2 separate regions of the Mus musculus genome follow, and region 1 is linked to region 2. Evidence: chromatin contacts called from public Hi-C data. All regions are on one chromosome and are shown on one strand. Each heading gives the region's core, a stretch centred on a gene start, on an enhancer-like site or on the middle of the called end of the contact. The rest is flanking DNA. Distances are from core to core; before and after follow the strand shown. Region 1 overlaps Nfia (nuclear factor I/A). Region 2 has its middle 82 kb from the start of Gm38709.

Evidence for each region. Hi-C and Micro-C count contacts between places; a contact is called where the count stands out from the background.
Region 1: a contact with region 2 is called in a Hi-C map of uterus, with 2.9 times the contacts expected there. The contact joins two enhancer-like sites. A contact is called at or near these places in 1 of 484 Hi-C or Micro-C datasets (uterus) and 1 of 9 other capture datasets (pancreatic islet).

Annotation. Positions count from the first base shown.
Region 1 is chr4:97,995,898-98,000,228 of GRCm38.p6, forward strand. All of the region lies in intron 3 of Nfia (nuclear factor I/A), which reads left to right. Among named protein-coding and RNA genes, the nearest start is that of Gm34218, 25 kb to the right of the region's middle. Within about 2 kb of position 1,409, at least 45 of the 459 cell types and tissues checked have an H3K27ac peak or open chromatin away from gene starts, as enhancers often do. A contact at or near this core is called in uterus, where this site is marked.
Region 2 is chr4:97,693,732-97,698,002 of GRCm38.p6, forward strand. It overlaps a transcript of Nfia not described here. Among named protein-coding and RNA genes, the nearest start is that of Gm38709, 82 kb to the right of the region's middle. Within about 2 kb of position 2,095, at least 36 of the 459 cell types and tissues checked have an H3K27ac peak or open chromatin away from gene starts, as enhancers often do. A contact at or near this core is called in uterus, where this site is marked.

The DNA.
Region 1 (4,331 bases), core at 159-2,658, 300 kb after region 2:
TATCTAGCTTTTCTTGCCCTGCCTTAACATTCAAAGGTAGGTAGATGTTCAGTCCTCTTGTAAGATAAGATTTGGTTTCCAGAGAAAGGTATTTTCTGAAATCATTGCTAACATCTTTGAGGTAAAAGAACCACTGCTTCTAAGAAGCCATCAAAGAATTTCTCTTTACATTCAGCCTCTCCAGAAAGGCCCCTCCCCTTACACCGAGAATGGCTGACTCCCGGGTCTATGAAACCGATGCTGTACTTGTGAAGTCACTGAACAAGGGTACAGGAACTCTTTAGTCATAAAATATAAAAAGGAAAGAGACCTGCTCTATTCAAGTCTCCTATACAGTTCTGAACTCAGCTCAGGACTTTGAGTCAGATCACTTAACAGCATACTGCTGCATGCATCTGTACTTTACAGAAGTCTGTGTTTTCCAGTTGTTTCTAAGAGGCCCTGTTCAAAATAGAAACCTCAAAGCCTTTCTCAGTTTGACTGAACTTACTCAGTTCCAGAGTTTACAGAGCTCTCCAATGTTAATAACATCTGAATTTTGAACCACTAACACTTAACTCTGTGTTTTGTTTCTACCCCTTCTTCATCTTCCAATAAAGCCAAGCAGCCATCGTCATTTCCTTGACTCAGTGTGTGTGAGGACATGAGGTTCAGCTTCTTGGGTTGCGTCATAACTATGCCCACCATCTCACTTTCCTCCATCATTCTAGGGGCATCCTGTCTGATCGCTGCATTTGCCCAATCATATGTCTGTCGGGGACAGATTATAAATAAAACCCGTCTGATAATTCAGTTATGCTGGGAGGAGCTGCTACCATGAGAGCTCATGAAATATTCAGTGCTCTTTGTTTTCATGGTCTAACTTTGAGGCATTCATTCACACACTCACCTTCTGCTTCACCCGGAGACAGAGGCTGCTGATAGAAGGTGGAATTATCTTCGTAGTGATGTTCTCAGCCATCACGATCCTTGTTTAAGTCTGAGACTGGATTTCTTAGGGGTAGGTGTCAGTGTCCATTGCATAATTCCACTCTCTGACTCTCCTTTTTGTTGCTGTCCCAGACAGTGGACTAGAGTGGAAACCATAGCACATACACAGGCATTTCTTAGCAGAGAGACCGACGATATCCCCTCCAGCAGAAGCCACATTGATTTTTTTTTTCTGTGCTGATTCTGTTCAATTTGGAAGGGATAAATGTGGACGGCTTGACTTTCTTTGGATGATTTAGTTTCTAGGGCTTGGTTTATTTCAACCCTATTACAAAACATTTGAGAAACAAACACGTTCTGTAACTGTTTTTATTCAAAAAAAACGAGGCCGCTTTGCGTTCTGCTCACTCAGGGTCTCTCTGGAGTACTTCATGCTTGCCAAGTATCTTCCCTCGAGCCAGAGCAACAGTGACACAGAACAGACTCTGCCAGCTCAAAAGGAGGCATGCTCAACATGAGCAAAGAGGGCTCACCATCTTGTGTGCCAGCTACTGTGTTAGAGCCATGCACAGTACATCGGGTCAGTGTTACAAACAGAGAAAGGAGTCCTTCCAGAAGTGAGGTCAGTTAGGGCGGACTTTGGTAGAGGTGTCAGGAGAGCTTGGTCCTCAGGGACAGATGAGGAATGACAAGCCCACCAGAGGAGTTGCTGCTGCACATGTGGGACTCCTACAAGGTTCCTGATAGGCCGCTGAATACATCAGATGTTATCTCGGCGTCTTCTGCACCTGCCACCCTCCTACCTCCAAGCCTTTGCTAGTCTGCCAACGAGCTCATCTGCTTTCTGTCCCAGTTGTCTTCCCAATATGTTTCAGAGAGCATCTCTTAGGAAAGATTTTCCCTCACCATCCTCCCTGATGCTCTTGCTGTGAGTTCACTTCCTGTCACTTAGACTGTCTATGCTTTTTTTTTTTCTATTAATCTATGTTAAATGGTTTTAGCTGTCTCTATTGCTGAACTGCAGACTCTCTGAAATTAGGGACCACAGATCTACTACAGCACCTGGCACATGCTAGCCACTCAGTAAATATGTCTTAAGAGAATGAATGGTCAGATCTGCCCAACATTGAGAGGGTTCTTGCTTCAGATTAGAGAATGGATTCTTGAGGATACCAACATGAATAAATGGATAGTAGACAAGAGATGGTTTGAAGACTCTCTGTCATAGTGGTGAGAACTGGGTTTGCCCTCACCTTGATCACAGGAATGGGGAAACATGCAGAGTGCAACAGTGTAGACTGGAAGCTGAATCAATGTGTGGACACAAGGGGTTAGATAATTGTATAAAGCCAGAGTAAGGATGCCACCAAAACATAGAAAGATGAATACTTTGGCTGTATTGGATCTGAGGCTACCTGAGAGATGTCTGGATAGAATGTCCAGTAGATGCTTAATTTAAACACTTGGAACCCAGAAGGGACCTCAGCAGAAGGAAGCAATTTGAGCATCCTCGATTGAAAGGTTCACTTATCTATTCACAGATATTCACTAGCTACTTTGAGGCATAGAGATCCCAGCGGTGAACAAATTAAACATGAAATCTAATTCCCACAAATTCGTTTGCCCAGAAAGTGACAACAGAGGTCGCACTGCCCCAAAACTGGTTATCAAGATAGATCCACTTTGGGGTGGCAGAATTAAGGTCTATGTTTATATTTACTCCCTTCAGAGATGCTTATTAGTCTTTTCCTAAAATATGGACTTTTGGAGTTTGGTATTAGAGCAAGTGTCAGCCTGTAATTGGTGGGACAAAGAGAGATGCTGGAAAACTACACATTCCATTGTGCTGTGATTTTCTGGCTGTTGCATGCACTGAGCCCACACTCGTGTGCACTGAGGCCGGATTTCCTTTGTTATGGTCTGTGGGATACATGCGATCTTAATGGTGCCCAGTAAAATAGAAATGTTATGATCTGTTTTGACAAGACCTCTTTAAGGGAATTTTTTTATTTATTTGCTAGAGTTTTTGCTTTTCGGTTCTTTTATCCAAGAGACAGTGCCTCCAGCACTTACCAAACAAGAGTCCCTAGATATACACCCAACTGTGGGTTGCTTTGATGAGTAAAGTCCTTAAGAACTTTTAAGGTGAACCTTTGCGGTTTCATTTTAAACAGCAGGTTACGGTTGCTATATATCCTAATATTTAGACCTACTTTTAGTACCATAGATATTGTATGCTATATCAGAGTTAACTGAAAATTTTAAACTCAGAAAAAAAAACTTCTTTATTCAAAACTGTTTTGTAATTAAAAGAACTCACAGACCGCTAATGGTCCTCTAAAACATAGCTGCTTCTGTACATTTCTGTACGTGGCATCTAATAAGCTTTCTGCTGTGGATGTTCTGACACACATCAGTCCCTGCCCCTCAGCAATGAATGAATAGGTTCTATGAAGCATGTACATCTTATTTATGGCTTGCTGTACATTCAAGTTTACCTTTTCTCGTGCCGAATTTCTTAAGATATGTGTCTTATTGCAAAGAACAGTGATTTGTTTTTAATCGCTGCAGTTAACACTTGCTCCTGTGCATCACACTTAAAGCAGGTAAAGATAAACTGACTCCACAGGCAAATCTCTCCAGTAGAGTATGCCTTGTGGGATACACAGAATCAAAGCTATAGGTGCAAGAATGGAAAGCGCCTTAGACTGTGCATCCCTTGCCATTTGTAAGCTAGTTTCTGAGCACACGAAGTCGCACAATGCTTCTGCATACACACGGAATCAGATGGTTTAGAGAAAAGCCATCATATTCAGCTAGAATGAAGCATACATAAAATTCAAAGGTGAAACAACTTTGAACTATTTATATATTTCATTAAAAAAAAATCGACCAACACAAAAACGACTTTTCTCTAAACAAGAACAATTTTGTGTTTGTATACAAAATAATTTGTTTCCATATTTCAAAAACTGAATTTTTATTTCCTGTTTGGCTTTTCCAAAGTTTCCTCTGTAGGAAGTGATTGAATCATTAGATTTAAATCAACAGACAACTAAACCTGACTAGACATTTCCGTGATGAATGTTTCAAAGCCATATGGAGCTTGGGTATCCTGATAGATTCCCAAGGATTCTGAGTCTACACCTTCTTCTCTCCTCTCCCCTCCCCTCCCCTCCTCTTCCCTCTTCTTTCTTTATTTCTTTTTTCATTGTCTCTCATTTCAGACTTCCTATTGAATTTTTTTAGCATCTCAAAAAAAAAAAAAAAACACCCAGTTGTTACATCAAAACTTCTCCACAGCCTCCAGACCCAACCCAAAAGCTATGTCTGTTACCAAATAATTTTACCCACCCCCCAAACCCCCCAAAAAAAACCAGGAGCACAGAGGGAACTGGGTG
Region 2 (4,271 bases), core at 845-3,344:
TGAGTTTGTACCCCACCTCCCCCCATTGCTCTGTGCTATAACTGACCCTGCTTGTTTGGTTTCAAATGGCTGCGTGATGTCACAGGATAAACTAGGAAGTGATATCTAGACACACTATAACACTATAGTGATATCTATAACACAACTCTAGAGATACCGCTGTCAAGAGTATTGGGAGGAGAAGAGTTTTAAGCTGATATTAACCCTGGTGATGAGGCATTTTATTTAATCGCAAGTGATAAAACTCAGATTTTAACGACAGCCTCACAATGTTCTTGTCCCCTTTAAGCAGCTGAGCTCAAACAGTTGCAGCACACTCCAGCGCATGACTGGGTGAGAATTGCTGGGACACAGGGTCACAAGGATACCAAGCAAGCCACAGTAGAAGCTCCAGGTGGTGATTCAAGAAGCCAGATGTGAGCTGAGAGCTTGCTTAAAGCCATCTGGAATGGTAAGGGAGGACCAAGCCAACATTTTCAATGCACTCAAAGCCAGACGCTTAAGAAATAGCATCTTGACACTAGACCAAAGGGCAAGAAGCAGACTCCACAAAGATGAAGCCCAGGAGAACTGAAGGGAAGCCAACCAAGTCTTGATAATTAAAAAAGAGAGAGAGAGAGATGAGGTCAGGAACATGTGGAGATGGTTTGGATGATTCGGTGCATATCTGTGAGAAGTATGCCACTTATATTTATTAATGAATATAATGATAATTGCTCCCAAAGGCCCCCACAGTTGGTGTTTTATCACTGTAACAAAAAAAAAAAAAAAAAAACCAGAGATAACCAACTCAGAAACACAAGAGGTATGCTTTACATCATAGCTTTGGGGGTTTCTGTGTATAATTGGTCCCATTGTTTTTGTCTATAGAAGTACAGCACAGCACATTGGGAGCTGCCCACCTCATGGTAAAGAAGTAAAGATATAGAAGGGGATGATGTACCCCATTTAAAGGGACATTTCCAGTGCCCTATGGATCTCCCCATAAACTCAACCTCTTAAAGTTACACTGCCTCAAAGCAGTGCCACACTGGAGGAACAAGTTCAGTGCCACACTGGAGGAACAAGTTCAGTGCCACACTGGAGGAACAAGTTCAGTGCCACACTGGAGGAACAAGTTCAGTGCCACACTGGAGGAACAAGTCTTTAATACATGGACCACTGAGGGGCATTTAATGTGCAGGCTCTTAACACTGCTTTCTCTCACTATAGTCAGCTTTACTTTAGAAATATACCGCAGTGATAACTCAAGAGAAACCCATAGTTATCCCTGCTGTGCAATGCAAGTGTGTGCCCACATTGGGCCGTTTTAAAATTGTAGAGAGAAGGCCAACGAGACTTGAGGAAACTGTTCAGATTGGAATAAACACATTCCCAAGGCAGCATTCAAATAGTTGGTGCAAGTAAAATATACTTCCTGAGACGTTACAGTGCTTGTTGGGTGGGCTCATAAACAACAGTGAGACCTCTTCCGGTGACCAGGGCATTCTGAATATACCAATAGAAAATGGAAATAGAGCCCTGGCATAATAAGGCTCCAGTTTCCATGGCTGTCATTGATCTTGAATGTCTACCTCTAAACACAATGACTTAACTTGGTTTGGTTTCTCTTGCTACAAAGCCAGTCTCATCAATACCCAAGCCCAGACCCAAGCCAGCTCTCTGAGTAGAACTCAACTCTGGCCTTTCTGGAGAGAGACATTCCAGTCCCTGAAGTCCTTAGCATTTTACAGACTTCTTTAAAGGACCAAGTACAGTGTCTGGTACAATAAATCTGTGTTGACTTCTAAGCCAAGGCTGCCTGTGCTGAGGGAAGTCATGTTTTCACATTTATTAGACTTTCTTATTTTATGATTCACTTCATGGGACCCATGCCAGCAGCCCTGATGCTTTAGGAAGTGGACTGATGACTCAGGGACACAGTGTTAGATGTCCCCAACGGAGAGCTACAAGTGCCTCCTGGATGTCTCAGGCAGCCTAGAAGCTGCATGCTCAGGTTTGGCCAATGCTTTCTCTGCATTGTCTCTGCCTATTGTGTGCATGTGAGGAACGGCTGTTAGCATGTGCTCTGTGCTCCCTGGAAGAGCGGGACCAAACCTCACCACTAAAATGGGAAAGTTTCCATGATTTCATTCTCTCACCCACAGTGATCTCCGGTTTGCACGCTCGGATGAGGGGAGAGGTCTGCTTTCAATTAGATTTACTCAAAGGGGGAAAAAAGTGTTTTTAAATGGTGTGTAAAAATAATTCAATAAAGGCCTCAGAGGTGTGAGCTGTTGTCATACTCCTGTTTGGAAAACGTCACTCAGAAGGCACCCAGAGGCAACAGAGGGATGTGACACCTTAAAAAATTAATTTGTGAACCAAACCTTTGAGATTACTTGTCCTTTGTGCCAAGCTTCCAGTGTCCTCACTGGGGAAACCCGAGGCTCGGGACTGTTAGCCAGGCTCGGTCATGTTACCTGGTTTGGTACTACAGAAATTACACTTTTTTATACTTTCCCTTTAATTCTAAATGTCACCAAGAAGGTTAGCCCCTAACACAAAAGATACTCTATGGCCTTACTACAGACAGTTACCTACTCATAAATCTTGGTCAGACAGTAATGGGGGTATGAGAAATGATTGAATTCAGTCCAGTATCACAGTGTTAGATCGAGGGGAGACCTGGAGAAGGTGAAGCTGGGGAGTCTCAGAGGAGACAGGAGGTCCGCCCACCCCACCCCACCCCCTTGTGCTGAGAACCCTCATCTTTTTGAATGACATTTTAGATGCGTATGAGTGACGTCATTCAGGATGGTAATAGTTCAGTGAACACTCGGATCCCAAGCTCAGTAGGAAAGAAGAACTGAAAATGAGATGGAGGGACTGGGTTATGCTGTATCCCAGCTCAGTCAATCACTCCACTGTACGATCCCAGTGTCGGGATCAGGGCTGCCAGTATTTCGTACAAAACAACTGAAGGTCCTTGGGAGGGAAGCCACTAAATTGTTATAAAAGTCATTGAAAGTGGGTTAGTGAGATGGCTCAGCCAGCTGAAGTGCTTGCCGCCAAGTCTGACAACCTGGGTTCCATCTCTAGAAAACATGTGGTACATGGAGAGAAGTCACTCCCACACGTTTTTTTGGGGGGGCGGGGGATAAATCTAATTGAAAGCAGGTCTCTCTCCACATCTGAGCTTGTAAGAAAGTTGTACTCTGACATACACACACATACACATACCACATTCACAGCCACCCCTCCCACACACGTGCATAATAAATAAGTGTAACATTAAGTCATAAAAAGAGACACTATGGTTAAGGGAGTTAACATTGTTCCATTAAACAGTGATCACTTTGAACAAATCATTCTGACTGGGCCTTCCACTTATGCTAAAACCATGTGCCTCTAGCCTCCCACCCGGGACCAACCCCACAGCATGGACCACCTGGGTGTCTGGGATGAAGGTCTTCCCACGGGTTACTCTTCTACTTGACAGCCTATGTCTAGCCACTAGGCATAGTCCTATGAGCATGTCACATGAGGATTCTGAGCAAAAAGACCTAATGGCTCCCTGCTGACCACTGGTCAAAATCATGACTCCGAAATGCCTGTCAAATGTTGCAAATTCTGGTGCACACTCCCTCCCACAGCTTCTCTGGTCCAAACTTCCTGTTGCCTCCTCACCCCCACTGAACATGTTTGCTCTGAGTCTTTCCCTCAGAAGGACTGGCTTCTCTCCAGCTCCTCACTCAGGCTTCACTTTCCCTGACTGCTCCATTGAAGACTGTAGTCCAGATACCTGCCTTACCAGCTAGATCTCTCTGTGTGACACCAACCCCACCAATCTCCTCTCTGTGTGACACCAACCCCACCACTACCACCACCACCTAGAACACAAGCTTGATGAGAACACCAATTCTTGTCAGCCCTCTTTGTTGTGTGCTAGTTCTGATAACTAGAGAGTCCATATTTGCCAGAGAACCAGAGTCACTGACGCACATATTGCCCTGCTGAACTAGCTGACTTCCTCATCCATCCTTTGGGAAAGTTTTGTGTGCCTAACCATGTACTTACTCTGCAAGGTACCATGCCTGGTCCTAGTTTGGTTACCTACAGGCTCTACCCAGTTTGGTAGGTGCTTATAGAAAGACATGAACATTTGGCTCTGCCAAGGGATCTATCTGGTCCAGCTGGCCAGGCATCTGAGCAAACTACAGGGCAACAGTGTGTTGATAGGAAGAAAAGAAATGTTTGCACCGCTATGCCCGCAGCCACCCTGGCTTGTA